Regions from separate parts of the Zea mays genome. Here region 2 is linked to region 1. A link is a contact called in public Hi-C data. All regions are on one chromosome and are shown on one strand. The core of a region is the stretch at or near the end of the contact, and the rest is flanking DNA. Distances in the headings are between cores, read along the strand shown. Region 1 holds the start of LOC100501088 (Lipase-like). Region 2 holds the start of LOC100274563.

Region 1 (4,494 bases), core at 814-3,313:
TAGAGTATGTTGCATATATATCTCTAGCTGCTAGGCCCTAACATAGTAACAATAGAACCTACTATTTGCTGGTGGTGCATGCTGGTCACGCACGCACGCATGCACTTGCACCTGTTCCGCAGCATCTCGGAAGTGCATGGTCCGGCCGGTCGGTTAATTTGGGCCTGCTTTTCTCTCATCTCTGGGAGAGCACACGGACACAACACAAAAGAATGCGCTGATGCGTAGTAGTAGTACGCTAGTGCGGATCCCTCTACATCTACATGCATATGCTTCAATCAAGGTCAAGGCAGCGACACAACGGCAGGTTTGAGTTTAATGGTGGTGATCATCGTGGTGCAGGGCCCCTAGCCTCCTCCCATCACCAATCTCCATCGGGTTAGGTTTGTTGTGTGTGTGTGTGTTGCCGTGTTGGCACCCACTGGCATAACAGTGCTCGAGTTTAAGGCACGCCCTCCTGTACATGCACGAACGTCCACGGTCCACCTATACTGTAACGTGCTCCTCTGTTTTGGACTAATCTGGAAACACTTGCGATGCAAGCATGCATCGACAAGGAAATTAATTAATTAATTAATTAATTATTAGAGCAGGGCGCAACAACGCTCGATTCCCAGCGTGCCCACGTCGTCCATATTATTTTCTAACGTAGGATGCAGATCCATATTATTTTCTAACGTAGGAAAAACTATAAGTACCAGCACTGGTTAGGACTCAGAATCACACATGTATATATTCAGGATTCAAACATCATCTATACGACGACTACGATCGAATTACAAGTTCGAATTGTTGTGCTAAGGGAGACAGTTTTTGTAGTCCACCGCCGTACGCTGGTGCTACGACCCGCCGGAGCAGACAACTCGTGTCAGTTTCGTGGAACCGGCCGGCCGGGGCGGAATCAAGCAAGGGGTGGTAGAAGAACAGCAGCATCGGTACCGTACCATATGCCGGCAGGCTGCAGACGCAACCTGCTGCTCATGTACATTTTCCCATGCACGCGACGCGACGCGACGCGACACCACCACAGCTAGCGTATAGTTGGTGCAGGTTCCCTTTTGAAAGTTAGGGCGAAGGAGGCGCGACGAGTGCCGCCGGGTCACCCACGTCTGCTACCAATTCTAGATGACCCCTGCCCTGCCCTGAGAGACTGAAAGCAGCATCTACTACTACTACTACCAGCCCAAAGTAGGTGCGGGCCGAGTCTTCTCGTCAGAGAAGCAAAGGAGAGGAGCAAATCCACCGGCTGCTTAATCGCGGGATTAGCAGGCCGGATGGAAGAAAACTCACGTCGTTCGCCCGCCTGATTATTGGTTGGGCCCCTAGCAGCTTCCTTCCTCGCACGGAACCGCCCATCATTGCCCACCCGAAAGGCGGCGATCACATGGAAGTCGCTGGTGTGGTGTCGTGTGTGTGTGTGTGATGTGTGCCGTGTGGATCGCAAAGCGGCCGAAGAAAAAGGACGGCAAACAGCGCACGGAACGAATGCGCTCGTCCTCGCCGGAGCGCGCAGCCGGTGCCGGTGCCGGGGCAAAGGCAACCACCGGACGGCCATCGGGTCAGCCGCGCTGCGTGACTGCGTGTCTGCGTCTGCTTGCTTGCTTGCTTGTTTGTTACTACTATACGTATTGTTCAATGGAATGAGTGAATGACGACATGTGGTTAGCCAGGTTGACAGCGGACGGTGGAGATGGTGGTGTAACGGCCGAATCACGCCCGGCGCGTGACCCTGCACCGTTGGATAGCGATCGGGTCGGGTGGGTGACGGAGTGGTCTGGTCTGCCATGGGAGCACGGGACCCCAGGTCAGGTCCGGATGGTCGCCGCCCGGCCCGGCCCGGCCCGGATGAGATACCGGCGGCGCAAAAGGCGAGGCGCGCAGCGCGCGCTGGTGTACATGCAAATACTCCGTGTGTTGTGTCTGCGCTAGGCAGACGGGCGCGACGCAAAAAGCTTTGTTCTCAGCGGAAGGGCCTCAGCCTCACGGGGGCGAGGCCGCGAGGCGAGGCTATAAAACGCTGCCCCACCCAAGCCAACCGCCTCGTCGTTCCATCCAGCTCTCCCAGCGCGCTGCTCGACTCGACTCGACTTCCTCTGCAACGCGTGTCCGGTGTAGGCTGAGAGAGTGAGTGAGAGGCGAGATGAGGAGCGGGCGGCTGGCGGTGGCGGTGGCGGTGGCTCTGGCGTGGGCGTTCGCGGCGTCGGCGGCGGCGGCGGCGCAGAAGTACAATGCCATCTTCAACTTCGGCGACTCCATCACCGACACCGGGAACCTCTGCACCAACGGGAGGCCGTCGCAGATCACCTTCACGCAGCCGCCCTACGGCGAGACCTACTTCGGCACGCCGACGTGCCGCTGCAGCGACGGCCGCGTCATCCCGGACTTCCTCTGCTCCAGGTTCGGCCTGCCGTTCCTGCCGCCGTCCAAGTCCACGACGGCCGACTTCAAGAAGGGCGCTAACATGGCCATCACCGGCGCCACGGCCATGGACGCGCCCTTCTTCCGCTCGCTCGGCCTCTCCGACAAGATCTGGAACAACGGGCCCATCAGCTTCCAGCTGCAGTGGTTCCAGCAGGTCACCTCCGCCGTGTGCGGGCAGGGTGAGTGAGTAGGAGTACACTACACCCCCATCCCATCCCATCCCATGCGTGCCAGGACGAATGAAAATACTAGCCTGTCTGTCTCTCTCTCTCCTGCCATCATCTCTCTGCTAGCCTCTGTTCCCTCACTGACGACCATCAACCATCATCATCACCCGCACGCAGACTGCAAGAGCTACCTGGCCAACTCGCTGTTCGTGTTCGGCGAGTTCGGGGGCAACGACTACAACGCCATGCTGTTCGGCAACTACAACGCGGACCAGGCCAGCACGTACACGCCGCAGATCGTGAGCGCCATCGCGGCCGGCGTGGAGAAGCTGCTGGCCATGGGCGCCACGGACGTGGTGGTGCCGGGGGTGCTCCCCATCGGCTGCTTCCCCATCTACCTCACCGTCTACGGCACCTCCAACAGCGCCGACTACGACGCGCTCGGCTGCCTCAAGAAGTTCAACGACCTCTCCACCAACCACAACGCCCAGTTGCAGGCCCAGATCTCCGCCCTCCAGGCCAAGTACAAGTCGGCGCGCATCATGTACGCCGACTTCTACTCCGCCGTCTACGACATGGTCAAGAACCCCGGCAGCTACGGTACGTCTACATGAACATCTCCCTCCTCGTCCATGACCTCGTGAGCAGTAGACTGTAGACGGAACGCTAGCTAGCTCGTCCAGGCGGCTACGGTACCTCGAGCAAGTGCCGGCTTGGCGGGTACTGCCCGGCGCTCAGAGGCGAGGCCGTCAGCCCGTCACGTGTGTAAACCAGTCGAGGCCGCAGGCGCAGCATGCATGGCGTACCATGTGCACGACATGGTTCAGTCGGGCCTGCAGGCTGCAGCGGCGAGACCGCGAGACGATCAGACGACATGACCGTTGCTCGGGCGCTGCGGAAGAGTGGGCGTGCCGTGCGGCGGCGAATAGAAAAATGCACCGGTCCCGGCCCGTCCGCGCTCGTGACGGCCGCCTGCAACGGCGGGCATTTGTTTTAGGCGCGGAGCGGCAGACCCCCGGCTCCAGCCCCAACAAATGGTGGCAGGCGGACGCACCTGCTCGGCGTCGCGGCCTGTGCGCGTACTATGTTCCCCAACTTAACGCGTGCGAATTGAACGCCTGCCGGCCGGGGCCGGGGGCACTGTTCCTGCACGTTGCGGGAACGCCCACGGCCCACGCATCACTGCCCGCCCGTGTGGTTTCCTCTGTCTGACTCCTTTCTCTCTCTCTCTCTGTGTGGCGCGGCCTACCTGCAGGGTTCAGCTCGGTGTTCCAGGCGTGCTGCGGCTCGGGGGGCGGCAAGTACAACTACCAGAACAGCGCGCGGTGCGGCATGTCGGGCGCGTCCGCGTGCTCCAGCCCGGCGTCGCACCTCAGCTGGGACGGCATCCACCTCACCGAGGCCGCCTACAAGCAGATCACCGACGGCTGGCTCAACGGGCCCTACTGCCGCCCCGCCATCCTCCACAGCTAAGCTAAGCGAGGGGAGGGCGATTAATTTTTTATTGTTGCCATGTTATTTATACCTGTGTTTACGTTGCCGGGAAAAAAGTGTCCCGGCAGCTGCATGCATGTGTTGCCTCTTGTAACTTGTTATACTGGTGGTCTTCATTTACAAATCAAATGGTATAGATTTTTCATGGAACCAAGGCATGTGGTCGGGGCTTTATAGAGAACTTTTGCAGCAATCACTCTCCAAGGTAGCCTGTCTGCTGCGACTTATTCGGAAACGGCTTCTACTTTTTCTACCGTATTCTGTCTTTATAAATTGCAATTAAATTGCAACTGCAACTGAGCGCTAGTCCAAATATCTGAACAAAGCGCTATCCGTATCGCCCGTCAGGAGGGCCCGTGATAGGGTCTTTGCGCTTGGCTCCAAGCCTCCAACGCACCATCACCAAGTCCTT
Region 2 (4,542 bases), core at 1,644-4,143, 350 kb before region 1:
GTCAAAAGATGAGCTTTTTTTTTAAATTATGTTTGTTTGACGTCGGTCTCAGTCTCAGATATATTACTATACTCTACTCCCTCGATCACGCGGCCAACGACTGGGCCATGGACGACGACGATGAGCTAGCGGCTAGCCATCAAGCCATGCATGCAGATAATCTTGTTAAAATGTACTTCCTTCCGTCCCTTCCCTTCCTTCCTTCCCAAAGTTGGTGATTTTATTCTGTTTTATTTGCTAGAAATATCTAATCTAGCTAGCTGCACAGCTGAAATCTCTGAGTACACTGATGCTCTTCATTTACCTACCTTATTAATTATTCTTTGTGGTTGATCCATCCATCCATCCAAGATTCCGAAACAAACAGTCTGATCTGCAGATGACTAATTAGATTCTGAATCAAACAGTCGTCTGACGCGATCGATATGTGCTTGATATGACAATCCGTTAATCTGGTTTACAGTTAAAACGCACTTCTCTTCCTCTCTCTCTCCTCTGGATAACAGTAGCAACGGACTGCACTGCACGCAACTACACGGGTGCCGAGTTCGCTGAAGAATTGACACGCCATCCGCCCGGCCGCCTGCCGCGAATAGTAGTAGCACTAGCAGCTAGTAGTAGTGCGTGTTCTCCTTCCCCCGCACCACGTTATTGGAGTTGTTGAGCCCTAGCTTTTATTGGCGTGTTCAGGTACGGCGTAGGTGTCATGGGGATGGGAATCCATCGAGCACTGCCGCTACAAATGTAACGACGACGAACCGCCGTTTTTTGTTTCTTCTTCTCTTAACTGTAAAGCCATATCAAACGCTAGTTGGTATAGTTTATATCATGGCATTCTGATATAGTGTTGGCAGCAGGGCAGATGTGCTGGCCAGCAATCCTGTTGTGACAATGCTGTTTGACCTGCTACTTGTTGCCTGAACCGGGAAAGCAGGATAAGAAAGCGACCAGGGTAACGTCTAACTGACACAACACGACCTCAACCAGAGAACCAGAGTGCTGTTCAGCTGGCTCATACAGTTAGGCAATAATCTCCAGCAAAAGGGGGAGTGGTCTGATGAATTTCTGTCCTGTGAATGAAGCAACAGAATCAATTCCACCGTAACACCTCTTTTACAGTCTTCATTAGTTGGGTTCTTGTTTCTGAAGATGACATCGTTCCATGCCATCCCAGATGGGGCCATCACAAAAGGACGGAAATGTCCAGGAAGGAAGCGTTTACGAATGTTCTCCAAACCCCAATGATCTGAGTGGTTGTGAGATGGTCTGCAAAAAGGCGGAAGTCCTGGAACCTCCAACGATCTTTGGCAAAGGGACAGTGGAAGAGCAGGTGCGTCATCATTGTTTTTCTTCAGTAAACATGTTCCTTGTGCTTACTCCGTCTTTTATTAGAGCTAGCCAAAAGAACACCTTGTGTTTGCTATGTCAGGGGAGGGGGGGTTCCATTCCAAAGCCATTTGAAAATAGGATGAGCTTGTGTGTGTGTCACCAGAACACACTGGTCTGCTTAGGCCCCATAGGCAAGCCTAAATATGTGTGAAGGGGGGGAAGAACAAGTTGCACATCCAAATGTTCTTGCAAAGGTGATCAAGTTTTTCACTGCTTACATTGGCTGGGACCATCATTGGCTTCGAGAAGTTGATTTTCAGGCTACTTGAGTCACTGAAAGACTGGAAGATTCCTTTCAGGAAGAAGAGATGTGTAGCTGATGCTTCTAGGACGACCAGTGTGTCATCCACATGCTGGATAATTGGAAAGTCCAGTTTGGGGGCTGCTTTGTTGATTATGGACCTAAGGAAGGTTAGTAGCTGATACAAACAGCAAGGGAGAGAGGGGGATCACGGGTCACCCTACCTGACCCCTCTCCTACAATGAAATGTTTTGCCAGGGAGCCAAGAACTCGGGAATCCAGAGCATCAAAGCTAACCAAAAGGATATTTCTACTTGTATGAGGTGTCAGCCACATAGATTATACAGGTTAGTGGAGAATGATTAGGAGGGTAAAGCCAAAGGTGTTAGTTTCAGTAATGAAATAGTAGCAGCTCCTAAACTAGACAAGCATCAAACATAGCTGGTCCAACACTCCAACCTGCACTGTATACTATACGCGCTGTCCCATGCTTCATGCCTTCAATCATCTTGCTTTTATTGGGCACGGATTAGGAACAGGAGGAAATGTCTAACCCACATTTTCATGCCCCATTAAACTACCCTTTCTTGTGGGCAGCATCTATTTCAGAAATTGATGACGACAAATAACACCGCTCCTTTCTGGTCTCTTTTTTAACATACATGATATTCGGGAAAGATCTATATATCTTCCCGATAAAACCAGACATTAAATCATCTCTATTCAAAAATTAATAGGAAGGGATTTAATCCTCTCCAATTTCTGTTTATTCCAGCTCTCGGTCTCTAACAGAATAAGACCTAAGTAAGAAGCACGTATTAGAGTTTCGAAAATGACCCGTGCAGGACCAAACCTCCTACGCTTGACCCATTTCAACATCTCATTCCCAGAATACACAAACTTCTTCTCTAAACAAAAGATACATCTTAAAAAACTGGACAGTGGTTACCAAAAGCAGAGCAAGATTTGATACTGATAGGATAAAACACGAGGAAAAAAAATACTAGTACTCTACAACTGGTAGAATAGAAATGAAAAGACGATAGAAAGCATCCAATGGGAGAAAAGCACAGCAGCCCATGCATCATGCACGCACAACAACCGAGTGACGGACGGCGGGTGGACTAGTAGTAGTAGTTAAGCAGGCAAACAGCCCCGGCGAAGGAGACTGCCACGAGGTGGGCTAACGGGCGCAACAGCTACGTCCCAACCCACGCCATTGACGCCCTCTATATAAGCGGGGAGCCCCTGCAAGCATGGTCATCAGCCAAAGTATAAGCGCAGATCGAGTCATCAAGCTAGCTAGCCCGGAGCACGCCTAGACACGCCAGCAGCAATGGCGGCTCAGCTGGCCGTCGCGTTTCTCGCCTTGTTGTCCTCCTCTGCCTTCTTGGCCGTGTCTGGCCAGAAGTTCAACGCCATCTTCAGCTTCGGCGACTCCATGTCCGACACCGGCAACCTGTGCGTGAACGGTCCCCCCGCCGGCCTGACGCTCACCCAGCCGCCCTACGGCGAGACCTTCTTTGGCCGCGCCACCTGCCGCTGCTCCGACGGCCGCCTCGTCGTCGACTTCCTGGGTGGGTACCGTACTCTTTGCTCGCACGCACGTACACACGTCCTGACGTTCAATTCAAACGCACCGATTGGTTTTCCCTCCAAAAAAGACGGTTTTGCTCTGCTCGACGGGGACGAACGGGACGTGGCTGGCATGCTGAAAGTTCTCTTTTGCTTTTGTCGTTGCTGTCGCGCAGCCGAGAAGTTCGGGCTGCCGCTGCTGAAGCCGTCGAAGCAGGGCGGCTCAGACTTCAAGCAGGGCGCCAACATGGCGATCATTGGCGCGACCACCATGGACTCGGGCTTCTTCCAGTCGCTGGGCATCGCCGACAAGATCTGGAACAACGGGCCCCTCAACACCCAGATCCAGTGGTTCCAGCAGCTGATGCCGTCCATCTGCGGCTCGACGCAGGGTACGTACGTACGTGGCGCCGTTAAATTTAGATCCCATGCACGCACAACGCACGCATGGTCCATGGACCATGGAAGAAGATGACCGATCGATGAGGTGGCCATTAATTAACATAACCCGATTCGCGCAGCCTGCAAGTCGTACCTGTCCAAGTCCCTGTTCGTGCTGGGCGAGTTCGGCGGCAACGACTACAACGCGCAGATCTTCGGCGGCTACACCCCGGAGCAGGCGAGCGGGCAGAGCGCCACCATCGTGGACGCCATCGGCAAGGGCGTGGAGCAGCTCATCAGCCTGGGCGCCATGTACGTGGTGGTCCCGGGCGTGCTGCCCGTGGGGTGCTTCCCGATCTACCTGACGCTGTACCAGACCTCCAGCGCCGGCGACTACGACCAGTACGGCTGCCTGAAGCGCTTCAACGCGCTGTCGGCGCAGCACAACTCGCTGCTGCAGGCCAAGGTGTCGAGCCTGCAGAGCAAGTACCCCGGCGCGCGGGTCATGTACGCCGACTTCTACAGCCACGTGTACGACATGGTGAAGAGCCCCGGCAGCTACGGGTTCAGCACCAACCTCAGGGCCTGCTGCGGCGCCGGCGGCGGCAAGTACAACTACCAGAACGGCGCGCGGTGCGGCATGCCCGGCGCGTACGCGTGCTCTGACCCGGCGTCGTCGCTCAGCTGGGACGGCATCCACCTGACGGAGGCGGCGTATAGGAAGATCGCCGACGGCTGGGTCAGCGGGGCCTACTGCCACCCGGCCATCTCGGCCTAGAGGCTGCTCCGGGACCGGGGGTCGGGGGCTGGTTGGTGGTTCGCTGGCCCCTCAAGTTAGGGGAGGGGAATCGGATTAATTGTAATTTTTTTAGCTGGAATCGAAGCAGGCAAGAAGACGATGGAGGTGGTCTGCAACTGCAAGAAATAATCAATTATATAAGCATAATTCTCTCGTG

What was found. Hi-C and Micro-C count contacts between places; a contact is called where the count stands out from the background.
Region 2: a contact with region 1 is called in a Hi-C map of tassel, with 4 times the contacts expected there. The contact joins the promoter of LOC100274563 here to the promoter of LOC100501088 in region 1. A contact is called at or near these places in 13 of 25 Hi-C or Micro-C datasets (bundle sheath, ear, endosperm and 5 more) and 1 of 3 datasets of contacts at active chromatin or transcription factors (seedling).

What each region holds. Positions count from the first base shown.
Region 1 is chr9:20,079,134-20,083,627 of Zm-B73-REFERENCE-NAM-5.0, reverse strand. It overlaps LOC100501088 (Lipase-like), which reads left to right and starts at 2,063. Exons shown (of 3, transcript NM_001398821.1): 1 at 2,063-2,600; 2 at 2,766-3,188; 3 at 3,844-4,230. The coding sequence starts at 2,141. The coding sequence ends at 4,061.
Region 2 is chr9:20,432,749-20,437,290 of Zm-B73-REFERENCE-NAM-5.0, reverse strand. LOC100274563 reads left to right here and starts at 2,893. Exons shown (of 3, transcript NM_001148918.2): 1 at 2,893-3,207; 2 at 3,382-3,597; 3 at 3,727-4,542. The coding sequence starts at 2,967. The coding sequence ends at 4,364.